Regions from separate parts of the Mus musculus genome. Here region 2 is linked to region 1. Evidence: chromatin contacts called from public Hi-C data. All regions are on one chromosome and are shown on one strand. The core of a region is the stretch at or near the end of the contact, and the rest is flanking DNA. Distances in the headings are between cores, read along the strand shown. Region 1 has its middle 17 kb from the start of Gm34230. Region 2 overlaps Fbxl17 (F-box and leucine-rich repeat protein 17).

Region 1 (7,178 bases), core at 2,298-4,797:
TGCAATAGAGAGAGGTTAATAGCACGGCGCATTTGGGGTCTGTTTGGGGACCAATAGTATTTAATGTGTTTATTATTGATTTGGAGGAACCAGTGGGTAGTGAGTTGGTGAAGGCTGTTGAGGGCACTAAGTTATTTCACTTAGTAAACACCGCAGAGATTTGTAGGGAATTCAAGATGGATTTTCCATGGAGTTAAAGAAATTAGAAATGAAAATGTCTTGTAAGAAGATGTGCTCTGTCCCAGTAGGCCAGTGTGGAATTGTTACCAACAATAGGAGATATTTCCTGGAGTTTAATTCAACCTCAATTTTTAAATGCCTTAGAAGTGTTCACCTTCCCCAGGGAATAGGGAAGTTTTGGGTCTTCTCTACTACCTCTCTCAAGTTTTTCTCTTTAAATTCTTTCTACTATGCCTCCAGTTATGTCATGGGGATAAGTGTGTGTGTGTGTGTGTGTGTATGTGTATGTATGTGTGTGTGTGTACCACTGTCTATACAATGCAACAAAGGCTGACCTTCCTTTTTTGTTGTTGGTAAATTGCTTCATCATAGATTTCTTTCTGGTACCCAGATCCTTGAGGCCATTCCATTTCCTAAGTCTCCTTTTAGGTTTCAACAGTCACCTGATTGCCATGCCTGACAGATTGTCCCAAAAGTCTCATCTCCAGTTCCAAGGGGAAGAGAGAGGAATATTGTGAATGCGCTATGCAGATGTGTATTTGTGCAAAATATATGTTTGGCCAACCCAATGGAGCATGATTGACGATCAAAGTCTTAACAACTGTTTTCCTAGTGAGTACACCGAAGACGCCTTGCTCACTTGTTAACCGAGCTGACAACCAGCACCCAGTGTCCGAGTGTTTGCCCAACTGTACCCACGCTTAGCCTACGATTTCCTGGTAAACTCATTTGCTCTTGCAATTCCCAGAACAGAGAGTTCTAGCTTTCCTGGAATATTTCATGTTTTGAAATATTCTTGCGCATGCCTAAGGATGGAGCAGCTTAATAAGAGATTGTTTTTTGAATAAACAGAAATTGGGAAATATAATTGATATTTCTTATCCTAAGTTTCTGATTGAAAGAGAGAGGAACGTGAGGGGGGCGGAAAAGACACTTTGAGGATGAAATGTTGTTTGCTTGTCCAACACAATTCAGAGGACCCCGAATGTGTTACTCAATTGTTAATCCTTTTTCCCCTGTTACTAATACCTTTAGCTACAGCCTTTGACTTTCCCTACCCTACAGAGTCTCCACAAGGATAGATGAGGAAGATGAAGGAACAAATGTCTCCTTCCAACGGCATAGTGCATTAGCAGGGCTATATAACACTTGTATTCTAGCAGGCTAGCCTTTTATTTAGACGTCTCCCTGCCTTGCCTGGTTTTAATCACAAGGATGTCTGCTTCTCCTCATCCAAAATTTCAGACTTGAGGCATCATAGAGCCCTAGAGCCAGAGGAACCACGCAAGCTGCTTCGATTAACTCCCCTATTTCTGGATGCAGGAACAGAGAGATACAGGGTTGATGCTCTTTGTCTGAGTGCAGCATAAAGCATCTCACCCTTGAGTGGGAAGGTCAAGAAAAATATTCAGCAAATGCAGATTGGAGAATGGTCTCTTTTTTATAGGGGTCGAAGTCAATGGTAAGTGGAACCTGTCAGTTTGGTACCAAAACTAATGGATTCTTTCCCTGGAATGTGACTTCTCAGCCCCTGTGGAGGTTTAGAGGACAGACTAGGAGGCTTGGGAGAAGAACAGGATTTGGGGCAGTCCAACCAGCACTGGAACTCATGGTGTGACAGATAATCGTTACCAGATGATTCTTATAACAAAAATGAATAACATCCAAAAGTTCTTGTCAAAAGCACACTTATTTATGGACTAAGGCAAAACAATGAATAGCTTCTTATCTTGTGGAGTACTCCTAACCTACATTTTAAATCTATGTAGGATGCTATGATGTGTAGTGTTGGATGGCCCTGTTGGAGAGAGGCCTTTGTTCTGGAGGCGACAACCCCTAACTGTCAGTCATTGACTCCCTAGAAATAATGCTAAAGCTGGACAAGGTTGCTTTCCTGGAAATGGGCGACGGCTGATTCGTTTTATCCCCAGCTACGCTTTATCTGTCCTGAGACCATGCCTTTATACCCTTCCTCCTCAGAGACTGCTTCCTGGGAACTCTGCCTGTTAAGACGGAAATCCAGAAAGGGCATTTTCATCTGCTTACAAGAGTAGAGGGTGGGAAGCTCACGGAAGACCCTTGTTTTTTTGGCACTCGACACATTTCATTTTTTAATTATCACTCTGCTCCCCAGAGTCAGAATCTACCAGAATAGCCCAAACAAGTTCCCCAAATTATATGCCCAGGCTACCCCCCTAGAGTGCCAGGCTACCCCCCTGGAGATACTACCCCAGATCATCAAGTCTAGGGAGGGAGCCAGTGAGTTTTGACCACTCTCTGGTAGATTTGGAAGCATGGCCTGTATAGAATCCTGGAAAAGAAAAATAGCTATTCTTTCTTGAGTCATTATTTTAATTCTTATACCCGAGACAATGCCTGAAATATATATGCTAACAACCAAAACTGTTGAATTAAGGAGTCAGTTTTCTATGGACACAGGAATAGTTCACAATAAGGCCCTACAACGCTGGCCCCTTTGCTTTAGACACTAGCATCGCTGGGGCGATTTTAAATGCACACTCAAGAAAACAAAATCAATTGTCTTAGCAATATCTTAATTATCACTCCTTTGGCAATTTTTTTTTAGCCTCTTAAAATTCCTCTCAGTTGAAGGCAACGAAAATAAAACCACCCGAACCTGCACACTAATGGCCTCTCCTAATAATTTCCCCACCAACGTCTAGCACACACCCTTCCCTGCCATCCTGCACTTCAGAGTCCTATGCGCAGGGTAGATGATGGATGTGCATATGTGTCTCTGGTTGTAATGAACACATCCATTATAAAAGCAATAGTAACTGCAATGGGAATTATGTGCTTGGTGAAGACATCTCTAGTGCCTTGTAAACACCTCAGCCTTCTGGCAGCTCCCCTCTGGGCCTATTTACTGCCTCTACTATGCAAGGTAGCTACTGTCTAATTATACACAACTGGCCTGGTTAATCCTGCACCATAATAATTAAAAACAATTCATATTTTTTTCTTTTACTTTCTTTATTAACTTTAAACTTTTAAAAGCTCCAGAGGTCCCTATAGAATCAAGAGCTTATTAAAATATCAAAACGGGTGAGCCTTTTTAAGTGCATATTATTACATTTGTTTTTGTTAACATGACAAGGCCCCAAAGACGCTCCACAGAGCTGCGCAGATCAAAACAAAGGCGTTGTAAGAGAATCTGGATGGCCTGTGCAATGTCACCCAGGGCTGTAGAGAAAACAGTTGGCTCCAAGGAGCGTCCCTCAGCAGCAGTTCAGATGGGAAGAGCAATGGCAAGGGAGAGAGAAGGCAGCTGGGCATTTATTCAACCTTGACTGCTTGCAGCCTGTGGCCTCCCAGCTATCCCCCAGGGAGGTTCAACTGGGCTCTGGGGCTTGGAGTTACCTTGGTTACATTGCCTGTGGCGCCTGGTGTCAGCTGCAGCCTGTAAGACACTATAGGGAGAGGGTGGAGAAGGAAAGAAGAGGAGGCATCCTTCCAGACCCCCAGGCTTCTGAAAGACTGAGAAAACTAAGTGAAGGAAGAGACCCTTGGCTTGTGGGAAAATAAAAGTTGTAACTCTCACTGACGAAAAGCCGCGTGTGTATTCCGAAGACGGTAGATGTGACGAACATCTCCATGCTTCCTTCCCCAGACCACAGATGACACAGCGGGAGAGAGCAGGCCCTGGTCCCTGTGTCCCTGGCTGCCCTGCCGTAAGCCTCCCCATGCTCTTTGAAATTGGTTTCTTGCTTCATTACCTCGCCTTCTAAATGTGGGAGGTGGCGAGTTGAAGCTGAGCGAGTTGAAGCTGAGCTGTGTGCACCTGGTTTGTATGAGCTAGCAACTTCCCTGTCTCGTGTCCTGAAGGCCTCCTCAGGTCAGCCCAGGTAACACTTGTCCTTAAGTGCCAAAGTGAGTTTTTATTTTTATTTTTTTTTGTTCCCCATATGAAAAAGGGAATCCACACATTCTGTGAAGTATCATAGCAATAAACTCATGGTTGAAAAAACTGGAGAAAGTAGATTCCCTCGCTTACCCGTTCTGACTAATGAGCAGTAAGTAATTTTAATTGGTCTCAAGAAGCCAAGGAAGAGTGCGAATCCACATAGGCCTCACAGAGGCAATTACTACGCGGAGCAAAGAGCTCCATATTGAGGACTTCTGGGGTCAAGCGTGAGGCTAGGTGTTTTACAAATATGTAATCTCCTCATTGAGCTGGGGAGTTCTCTGTTACTCTAATTCAAGTCCCTGGCACAGAGACTGCATTTAGTACATACTTCTTAGACGGATTAACTCATTTATAATCCCATAGTAACATCATGTGGGCATTAATATTCCCGTTTAGCAGATACAGAAAGCAGAGAGTGGAAACTTATCCAAGTCCTCCGCTCAAGCCTCTTCCCCTTAGCTGTGAGGGGACTGCACTGCCCTGAGCCCCATTTGACTCGCCCCCACCCCCTCTCTAGTTGTTCCTTTCCCCACCTCTTCTTTTCAGAGCACCTATCTCTCTGACTTTATTACCTTGCTGCCTCCACGAACCCCATAGCATTAAATATTGGCTTCCTTCCCATTCACATTCCAGCGCAGACATCTCCCTCCTGGTCCAAAATTTGTACATCCAACATCTCTCACATCCCTTTGGAGTTCTATTGGAGATTACAGACTCACTATGTTGAAAATTAAATCTTTGATATTCCATTATCAAATATCCCTCCTCACGTGCTGTGCTCTCCAAAATAACAACTTCCTCTTTCCCATCACACAAGGCTCAAGACCATGACATCTGTCCATCACCCCTGTCTAAGTTAGGGTTTTACTGCTGTGAACAGACACCATGACCAAGGCAACTCTTATAAGGACAATATTTAATTGGGGCTGGTGTGCAGGTTCAGAAATTCAGTCCAGTATCATTAAGGTGGGAACATGCCAGCATCCAGGCAGGCATGGTGCAGGAGGAGCTGAGTGAGAGTTCTACATCTTCATCTGAAGGCTGCTAGCAGAATACTGGCTTCCAGGCAGCTAGGATAAGGACCTTATAGCCCATGCCCATGGTGACACACCTACTCCAACAGGGCCACACCTTCAAATAGTGCCACTCCGTGGGCCAAGCATATACTAAGCATCACAGTTTCTCATGAACACTGTCTGTCTTCCATCTGACTTTGGATCTCTTGCCAGCCTTGTAGTGTTGGGCACTCTTGTGTCCAGGTTGGAACCCCTGTGATCTGTTTGCCTGGATTACACCAGTGGTTAAATAGTCTGGGTACCTCCATTCCGGGCACACAAACAATACCTGGATGAATTCTAACACTCCTCTCTCTCTCTCTCTCTCTCTCTCTCTCTCTCTCATTTCACAGGGATTGCCCCATTTCATTCAAAGACAAATACTGAGGCAGCCTAGTGGTCCAACACAACCTCCCACCCTTCCTTATCCGTCAGAACCACCGTAAGCCCCACATTTGCTGTTCTTCCTTTGCAAATCTGCGAGGCTCACGTCTCATAAACCAGAGTTTCCCCATGATGCCTCTAAAGGAGTTTTACATTGCCATTGAAATAAAGACAGAAATTGAAAGTGTGAGGGCAGAAGAGATGCCTAGTTAGAGTGGTTAAGAGCACTGTTTGCACTTAGGTTTGGTTCCTAGCACTCATTTGGTAGCTCACAACTGCCTGCCACTCTAGGTTTAGGGGATCTGACACTCTCTCTGGCCTCTGTGGTAGCAGACACACATGTGGTACATAGACATGCAAGAACCAAAACGAGAAAGTGATTTTTTGAAAAAAAAAATATATATGGAAATTTGATAGCAACTTGTTCCCAACAGCGAGACGTGTCATCTCTTGATCAGATATAGGACAGACAGGCCAGGTGCTGCCACATACACAATGGAACTGTGAGCCAGTCAACAGTAGACTGGAACAATTAAAAATTGACTCCTTAACCAAGAGAGCACATAGGTGTTGGGGAGATTGCTTAACTGACATCCAGGACATGGAGGTTAATGCTCCCCTTGTCCTCTTCAGTAGGCCTGATAACTGTGTGGTGCTGTAACTCTATAGTACTTCTTTATTTTTGTATCCAAAGCGCTTACTCTTTTCCCTCTAGTTGTGTGTGATCCACTTCGTTAGCTTGAAGAGGAGAAGGGACAGGTAGAGCTACAGAGGCAAAGAACACAGCTGCTGATCCTGACAGCTGCTGCCTCTGTTTCTGAAACTGGGAATTAGCGGAATTGAAGAGATTGGGTGGAATTAGCAAGCTGTTGGACAGGCCCTCTGGGAATCAGCTCCTGTGGAGCTCCTACAGATGGGGCTCTGGGGATGGGGCCTCTTGAAGACCTCATGGGAGAGCACTTGTCCTGGATCAGCTGGAGCTTGCAGTCTCTGTCCCTTGAGCTCAGGGCGCTCAGTTTTCCCAGCTTCATTCAGTTGTAGAATCATTTCTGACCTCCTCCCACAGTAGACATTTTCCTTCTTTTCGATCACCTGTGGGAAAGTAGTTATCTTGATCAAGGAAGCATGAAGGGCTCTGACATTTTAATTATCGTCTGTCTTCTTGAACAACAAGAATAAGAAGAAAAACAAATCCCCTAAGAGCTACCTGCTGGAGGGTTTTGCCAAGTATCGCTTTTACCCCCACCTCTCCATGTAGAGTTAAGCAGGTCTGGGAGTTACAGGGGGAAAGAAGGCTACAGAAATGTACAGCTGTATGAGGCCAGACAACAGAGAGAATGGGGATTAGTTGCGAGGGGATTAATGGCTGGGGAAGGTCTGTCTGTATGTGTGTGGATTTCAGACAAGTCATACAACTTCCTTTTCCTGCTTTCTTCCAATCTGAAAAGAGGATGAGTACAGACCTTACCAGTTTGAGGACTTACTGTGTACACAAAATATGCAAATGGCCCTGAGTCTAGACTACCTATCTCATAAGCTCTCAGACACTAGGCAGTGGTAATAGGTGCCTTGTTGAGTTATGTTTTTCTGTGAATTTTACCAAGTTCCTACCCACTTTCCTGTCCTTTCCT
Region 2 (7,561 bases), core at 2,462-4,961, 160 kb before region 1:
GGGCTAGCCTTCTCCACCAAGCAAACAGACATAACATGCACATAGAAATCAATTCTGCGCTTTAGTAGGGTGCCAAGGGGGCCTGTGAACTGCCCTATTGGCCCAGTAGGAAATTTAAGGGAGAGAAGGTAGCGGCTGTGGGGCCAGATGGGTCAGTGCCTCTTTCTGGGCACCTGGCCGTTTAAATATTTCTCCACAGAATCCTGAGGGTGTGTTGCTCTGTCTGCATTGTGATGCAAATCTCTCAAGGCTTGTGGGGGAAAGGCTATCTTTGGGAAGAAAGGGAGCAGAGGATCTTGGGTGAGGTTTGAGACAGCCATCCCTGCACTCCAAGACAGACTCTTGTTGTTTTGTTTTAAAGGGTTTCACTGACTAGTGCAGACTGGACCACGACTCAGAGTCCTCCCACCCGGGTGCTAGGATTTATAAGTGACACAGCACAACCCTGCTTTTAGGTGTGCTCTTAAATGGGCCGGAGTCCTCCTTTTCAATAAAGTCTTTATCCCAAATGAAGAGAAGCTCCCACCTGCTCCAGTCCCTGATTGAACAGCCGGTTCATAGTAAAGAAAGGGGAGCTAAAGGGTTAAATTATACCAGATGATAAAATCCTTACATAGCCTCAAGCAAACATTCAGCTGACAAAAATGTTATTGTATGTTCTTTCTTGAAAGCCTTAAGATACGCTTGGGTTAATTAGATTTCCAAATATGCAAATATGCTTTAGTGAGATTTTTCTGAAATGCAGCATTTTAAAATGAGGTAGCATGGCATTAATGTCCAATATACTGAATTGTATAAGTATGTCTGAATAGCTTACTAACATATCATATAAATTCATAATTGATCAAACCCATCTATTCCCCACTGTCCATATTATTCTGTTCAAATTGGGTTAGAAGGCTTTATGGAAATTCAATTCTCTAACATGCTTTGGGGGAAGATCAAGGAATAGTTTAAATTACAGCAGTGTTCTTCAGACCTGCTGGCTCGCTTGCCTGGATCACTGTTTCCAGTGAGCTCCGTTTGGGGAGCACAAGCCTCCAACAGCCCTGAGACAGGATCAACTGAAGGAAATTAGAGCACAAACTTTGATCTTAAGGGAAAAAAATATTTTAGCAAGGGCATTTGAAATGATTTAATTTTATTACCCTGCTTGTGCCAATGAATAACTTTTAAGATTTCAACTTCTGAATATTCTTTTGGAAATACTAAGAAGAAATGTCATTTTTCCCAGTGTTCCATAAATTGGTTTCTGCTTGATTGAAATGCTCATAATTTTTCCTGAAAAGTGAGTACGCACTGTACACACACACACACACACACACACACACACACACACACACGTAAAAGCCAAAGGTCAGCATCAAATGGCTGACAATGTCGTCAGTGAACCTGAGCACACAGATTTGTCGAGGAGTCTGGCTAGCCCCAGGGATCTTTCTGTCTGGGCCTCCTCAGTGCTGAGAGTGCTGGCCCCCATGATTGTGCCAGGTCTCTCACATGAGCATTGTTGTATCCTTATACTTGCATTGTGAGCATCGAGACCAACTGAGCTATCACCCTAGCCCTGAAGGCTTTTAAGACACTTTGTATTCTCCAAGGCTCTAGCAAACTGCTTTATAGTGGAGCACACCACCCATATGCTGAGAGCTTCTAGGTGGCTCAGATGGGCCATTCCCACTGGACCTAGTGAGGTGTGGACTGCTATCCAGCCATGCTTTCCACAACCCAGAGGAAGGGCTTGAGGAGTTGTAAAGCTTTTTCTGTCAGGCTGTAAGTATTTTCAGTTTCACAAGACCCTAGCTTCTCTTAGCTCTGCTTATCCTGCTTTTACACTGAAGGAAGCACAGACCAGGGCAAATCCATGGCGTCCAGGCTTCCAGTAACATTTTTTCCTAAATGCAGCCTGGATTAAGTCTCTCCTGCAGGATTCTGTGATGCACTAACATATACCACCTTCTTTCTAGAGTCAGTGCTGAGGGAACCATAGAGCTCTTGGTGCCTTGGTGGTCCTGAGTTTCTCAGTATCTTCTTCCTTTCCCTTTACTGCTTTGATATGCTTTGCCCTGTTGGTGAGGAGCAATAACTAGGTTATCAGAGTTTTATCCAAAATCAGCCACTGGGCTCCCAAGTGAGAGCCATCAGCTTTCTGATGCAAAGGCACACTGCATTTCCTGTGCATTCCTTCTCCATGCTTGCTCATAGGTCATTTTGATTTATTTCTGAGTTACTAGACAAATTACAGACATCTCCAGTAAGTTTTGTGTTAAGAGAAGTTTGTTGTGGTTCAATGAATTTTTATAATGATTCATCACATGTATTTAAAGTCAAGACCACATTTTTTTCAACTACTTTTTCATGGGCCTGGTATAGTATGACTTGTCCAGTGTTTTCCATATTTATGAATAGTATATCAAGAGCAACAGATGTGTCTACTCTGAAAGAAGTGGCTAATTGCCTTTTCAGATGAGAAGAAATGGCCCTGCCCTCTTCATGATCAGGACTGTGTGTTTGTGCTTACTCCTCGGTTTGCTTTGTTCTTATGAGTAAACTTTGGCATTCTCAGGAGCTTCCTGATGCACACATGGCTTCCTGATGTACACACGGCTTGGGAGCTGAAAGCTGAAAGCGAGGGATGTGTGCTTATGTTGGGGCTTTGCCTCCTGTAGACTGTGCTGTTAAACAAGCTTCCTTATCTTTCGGAGACCCAGCCTTTTCCCCCCTATAATGTACACAAGGAAACCTACATGAGAGAACTTGTTGATTCTTTGGAAACGGTTACCCTCATTATTCCTCTTCTTTGCTATGGCCTTTCTTCCATGACACCCTGGTTATCATAGACTTGAAACTTAAGCTCCAGTCAGAATATTGCCTGATGAGTGTTCAAATTTTATTTTTAAGTGTAATTCAGCAAAATTCGGGGAAATATTAAAATAAACCTAGTGTGCTGTCCAAGTTGTCCTGTTCTGTATAGACTGTTCCCGTTTCAGCTTGTCATTGTACATGTACTACCTGAGGTTTCATGAACTCATAGGTGGCCACATGATACAGGGAATATAGAAAGTAGAATGCATCACAGAAAGTGATTTCCAGTAACAGAAAACATTGATACTTTGCCATTATTCTTTATCTATGGTATTATTTCTACTGACTTTGGGGTGCATGTTAGGTAAGGTATAGTATTTGGGTCTTAATGTAGGAGCTGCAAGCTCTCTGTAAATAAACTTACCTATCTACATCATTCATGATGGTCCTAGAGATGTGCACAGCCGACTGCCAGTGACTGAGGTCTAGTCTTCAGTTGGAACTTAGAAAGATCAGCCCTTGCCAAGCTGTTGGTATTGTAATGACCTCTAAAGTATCACCCACCTCTTTGGCTTATATAACTGTGTGTAGAAAGGGGAGAAAAGATGAGGGGTGAAGGGAGGAAGTGCAAACTCACAAGGCCCCCAGGAAGGGCATGTGGTGTAGACAGTGGATCCACAAGGCAAATTGGTTCCTAATCTTGTCATGCCTCCAAGTCATATTGGTCTCAAGAACACAACTTAGCCTTATGTACAGATCATCTCTCTTGTAAGAAAAAGCTAAAGTGAGGGACTGTCCCTCCCACCTTTGGATTATTTTAGTCTTATTTAACCAGATTCTCCTTAGTTAACATACTGTTTCTAGGATCTGGGTTTTTTGTTTGTTTGTTTTTCTCTCAAGGGAAAACTCCTCCTGCTTCTCAGGGGTGCAAGACAACTTGGGGATGTTTTTGCATTCTCTGTGTAATGTATGTATTTAGATACATTTTTTTCCTGCAATAATTGCATGTCTGGACACATTAGACTACTTCTACTTCAGACCACTAAATCAGTCCTAATTCAATGTCTGCTGTCAGTGTCTCATGGACTAGGTAGGCTTAACTCCATTTGTGATACAATATTTTTTTCAATGAAGAAGCATTTGCTGAGCAGTGGGATGGTGTATATTTAAAGCTGTCTGAGGGAGAACCTCCCATCCTGCTCCCAGCTGCTTTTCATTTGCATAGAAACTGCCTGCTAATTTCAAAGGATCTTACCTATGCCTTAGTGATCGTCTAGGACTTTATATTTTGCATCTCCTTTACCTGTAGAGAAATCTTACTGGTCTACACAGTCATTGGGCTATAATTTAATTCATTTTCATGAATCCCAACAATGAGTTAATTTAGCAGATATTGTTATAATGGGCTTTTTAAAAAAAATCCAGACTTCTGCAGTTGCTGTGTTCAGTGTGCAGTTCTTTGTTTGTTCCCATGAAAAGACCATTTTCTCCTTTTGTTTTTATTTTCCAAACATACAAGGGTCACTAAACCTCTTTAGAAACTGCCTTTGAATAGTCATTCTTTGTGTAGAAAAACTACAGTATATTCCTTAAATGAAATTCAATCAACTACATTTGTGGTAAGTGGGCTTAAAGACATGAGTGAAAATACCCATGCAGCTCTTCCGATCAGGGCGTTTGTCTCAGCTGACTTCACTATGTACTTACCCATTGTGCATCAAACGATGAGCAAAATAGCCAGGCTTCTAATAAGCAAGTACAATATAGACAAAAGAGAACACTGATTTAGGGTCCTTGTGTCAAATGCAGTAAAACACTCTGTTTATAGCAGGTCAGGCTTGGGTTTACAATTAGCACTAATTACTGAGGAAAAAAAAAATCAAAACCGCAGCTTTAAGGAAGGACACTTTTCACTGAAAGATCAAAGCCTGTCCCTGTGGAATAGGGACGTCTCTAGCACTTAATTGCACTGAAGTGCTAATTGGATTGTAAGGTGCTTTCATGAGTTCCTCCAATTAGCCAGCCATCCCTGACCAAATCCAAAAAGAAGAGATTATGAGTTCTTAGAGCCTTTGTCTACATGGCTGTGATTTGTATACCTGAGTGAGTGTAGCCTTGCCTTCTTCTTATGTAAATTGAGGTCTTTGGGGTCTCAGTTATTAGCGGCCTATAAACAGCTTTGAAGATAAAGCTATCCATTCTATATAAAGTATTAACTGTGTACTAATGATAATGGCACAGCATTAAATGGAAACACATTTTATTAAGATTCTTAGTCTAAAATATGGGAACTGGGCAGGTACCAATCTTGGCTCAGCGTTATCATCTTGTGTGGTTAAGATACAAGTAGTTTGTAAAACAAGAGTTTGTATTATATTTCACTACTCTTCACTTTGAGTATGTTTTGAAAAGGACAGATAATCAGTAATTTCATGGTGTTTATTCTCTAAGAAATAATGTTTACCCCCAGCATAATTCCGAGCTGTAAATGCTTTGCCCATGCGCTCTGCCCTGTGCTGCTTTGTTGTGGTTGTTCCGTCAGAGAGCTCATCATGTCAAAGCTCATAGCAGAGTGATTGCTTCAGACAAACTTCTCCACTCAGTGTGAGCCTTTGCCGGCACCTGGCTGACCCCCGCACAAGTGAAATACAAGTTGGCAGCTGTGCTGTTTCACATGTCTGTGTTAGGCTGAAATCACAATACATCTCTACAAGCTCCTGCAGAAATAGTCATCATTGTGTCCCTCAACCCTGTGTTTGATGGATGTGCTGGGTCTCCTTTGCATAAGGAAGTGAAGTCTCTGTAATTGTCCTGGATTTTTAGATGTTGTGAACAGCCTGATGATGTTCCTAGGAAAGACTCTGCCTCTCCCCACCCCCCAAGATTTTGTTGTTGTTATAAAAAGCCTACAAGGAATTTCCAAACAATAAAGTTGTTGACTTTTTTGTGCTGAGTGAATATGACTTAGGGTGTAGTAAAGAAATAACTTGAAATCCTGTGATCCCAGGGTAAACATATTTTATGCTGGGTGTTTATACTTTAGGGTAAAGGGAACTATGATAGTGGTAATGCGACCCAATCATATGTGATTTGTACTGTATGTCTGTACACACACACACACACACACACACACACACACTTTTGTTTAACTTTTTATTTACCTTCTTGGGACAAGAGTCATGTCTATTTTTTCCATTAGTGACTAACAGTGCCCACCTACAGTAAGTAGGTCCTTAATAGGTGGATGAATGGGAAGGGTGTTTAGTACCACAGCCAAACAGCTCCTAACTCCAAGGGTAACCCTTTTACTGGTGCAAATACATATATGTTACTAGAAGATCAGAACCTGGGTGTCATAGAAATAAGAAAACAGTTTCTTCTTTGGTAGTTCAACTCTTGCTTTTCCAAATATTTTAGGGTTTTGTTTCTTGAGTTCTGATGAGTTTTGTTGTTGTTGTTTTGGTTTTTGTCTTTTCTTTATCGTGACATTGTAACTGATGGCTTCCAGTAATGACTGTCCTAATAGAGCAGGTTGTGTGCTCAGGTAAGCATAGCACAGCGCGTCACAGCCTAGTAATCCCAACACTTCAGAGGCTGACGCAGGACGTGGAGGTCAGTCTTGGATACATATCTAGTGAGTTCTAGGCTAGCCTAGGATACAGAGTACACCCATGTCTCAAAAATGTAGAGAGAAGAGAAGAAATTCCTCCCTTAGCTTTCTTAGTTTAAGTTTAACCATCATAAGACAAGGGAGTGTGGTGTAGGGAGAGAGTAGCTGCCTTCATACACAAGAACCACAAAATAAAATAACTGTCCCACATGCAGTTGTTACACTGTTGCCAAATGGCAGCTCATCTTTAAGCATTCCTTTATAGTCATTGAAGTAACTGAAGTTATTACACAAAATTTATGTAAATCATTGATATCTAGTTAGGTTTTGTTCTAATTTATGAAAAACATAGTTAGCTTATGGATCTATATGCCAAAGGAAATAAGGTATTGTTGTTATTATTATTATTATTATTATTTTATTATTATTACTTGTATATGTATGTGTTTTGTGAATGTGGGCATACACGAGGAGCTCAGAGGACACTTCCTGAAGCTTGCTCTCTTTTTCACTGAGGATCCCAGGCTAGCGAGTGCTTTTAACCACTGACTGGCCATCTCACTAGCCTAGCAAAGTTGTTTTTAAAAAATAAATTTTTAACATGTTCCAATTTATCAGTTCTAGAGATACAAATCCATGGGTATCGTGAATATATTTAATGATGTAAAAAGAGAAGATAAAACTCCATTTAGCACCAGAGTAATAGCAATTACCTCTATGTAATGGTCTACCAGATTTTTCAAGTAAGTAGTATCACTTCTGTTAGTAGGTGTTCCTCTCTTTAAACTGAGAATGTTCCTGCATCAAACGGTCGCTGGTATAATCGGCCCCTCTCACCCTCTCAGGGTAGTCAGTTATGGGTAGCAGCATATACGATGGGAGCTTGGTACTCATGGCCAAAGCACAGGTTACCAAATGTCAGCAATTCTTTTGCTCCACATGAAAAAAAAAATCTCTGTTTTAAATTGTAAAGTTTGGGTTTTTTAAATTTTGAACATACACCCACGCACATGCGTGCATGCATGCACACACAAGCATGCACACGTACTTTACAATTACAGCCATTTACATATACAGTTTAGTACCATTGATGTATTTGTATTGTTGCATAACAAGTAGAAACTGGATTTTATTTTTAATTTTAAG

Evidence for each region. Hi-C and Micro-C count contacts between places; a contact is called where the count stands out from the background.
Region 2: a Hi-C map of olfactory sensory neurons shows a contact between it and region 1, with 1.6 times the contacts expected there. The contact joins two enhancer-like sites. A contact is called at or near these places in 7 of 484 Hi-C or Micro-C datasets (the HPC-7 cell line, the N1E-115 cell line, cerebellar granule neurons and 3 more).

The regions. Positions count from the first base shown.
Region 1 is chr17:63,004,785-63,011,962 of GRCm38.p6, reverse strand. No RefSeq gene overlaps it. Among named protein-coding and RNA genes, the nearest start is that of Gm34230, 17 kb to the left of the region's middle. Within about 2 kb of position 3,547, at least 47 of the 459 cell types and tissues checked have an H3K27ac peak or open chromatin away from gene starts, as enhancers often do. A contact at or near this core is called in olfactory sensory neurons, where this site is marked.
Region 2 is chr17:63,169,296-63,176,856 of GRCm38.p6, reverse strand. The region is part of intron 7 of Fbxl17 (F-box and leucine-rich repeat protein 17); the gene reads left to right. Among named protein-coding and RNA genes, the nearest start is that of Gm41607, 120 kb to the left of the region's middle. Within about 2 kb of position 3,711, at least 16 of the 459 cell types and tissues checked have an H3K27ac peak or open chromatin away from gene starts, as enhancers often do. A contact at or near this core is called in olfactory sensory neurons, where this site is marked.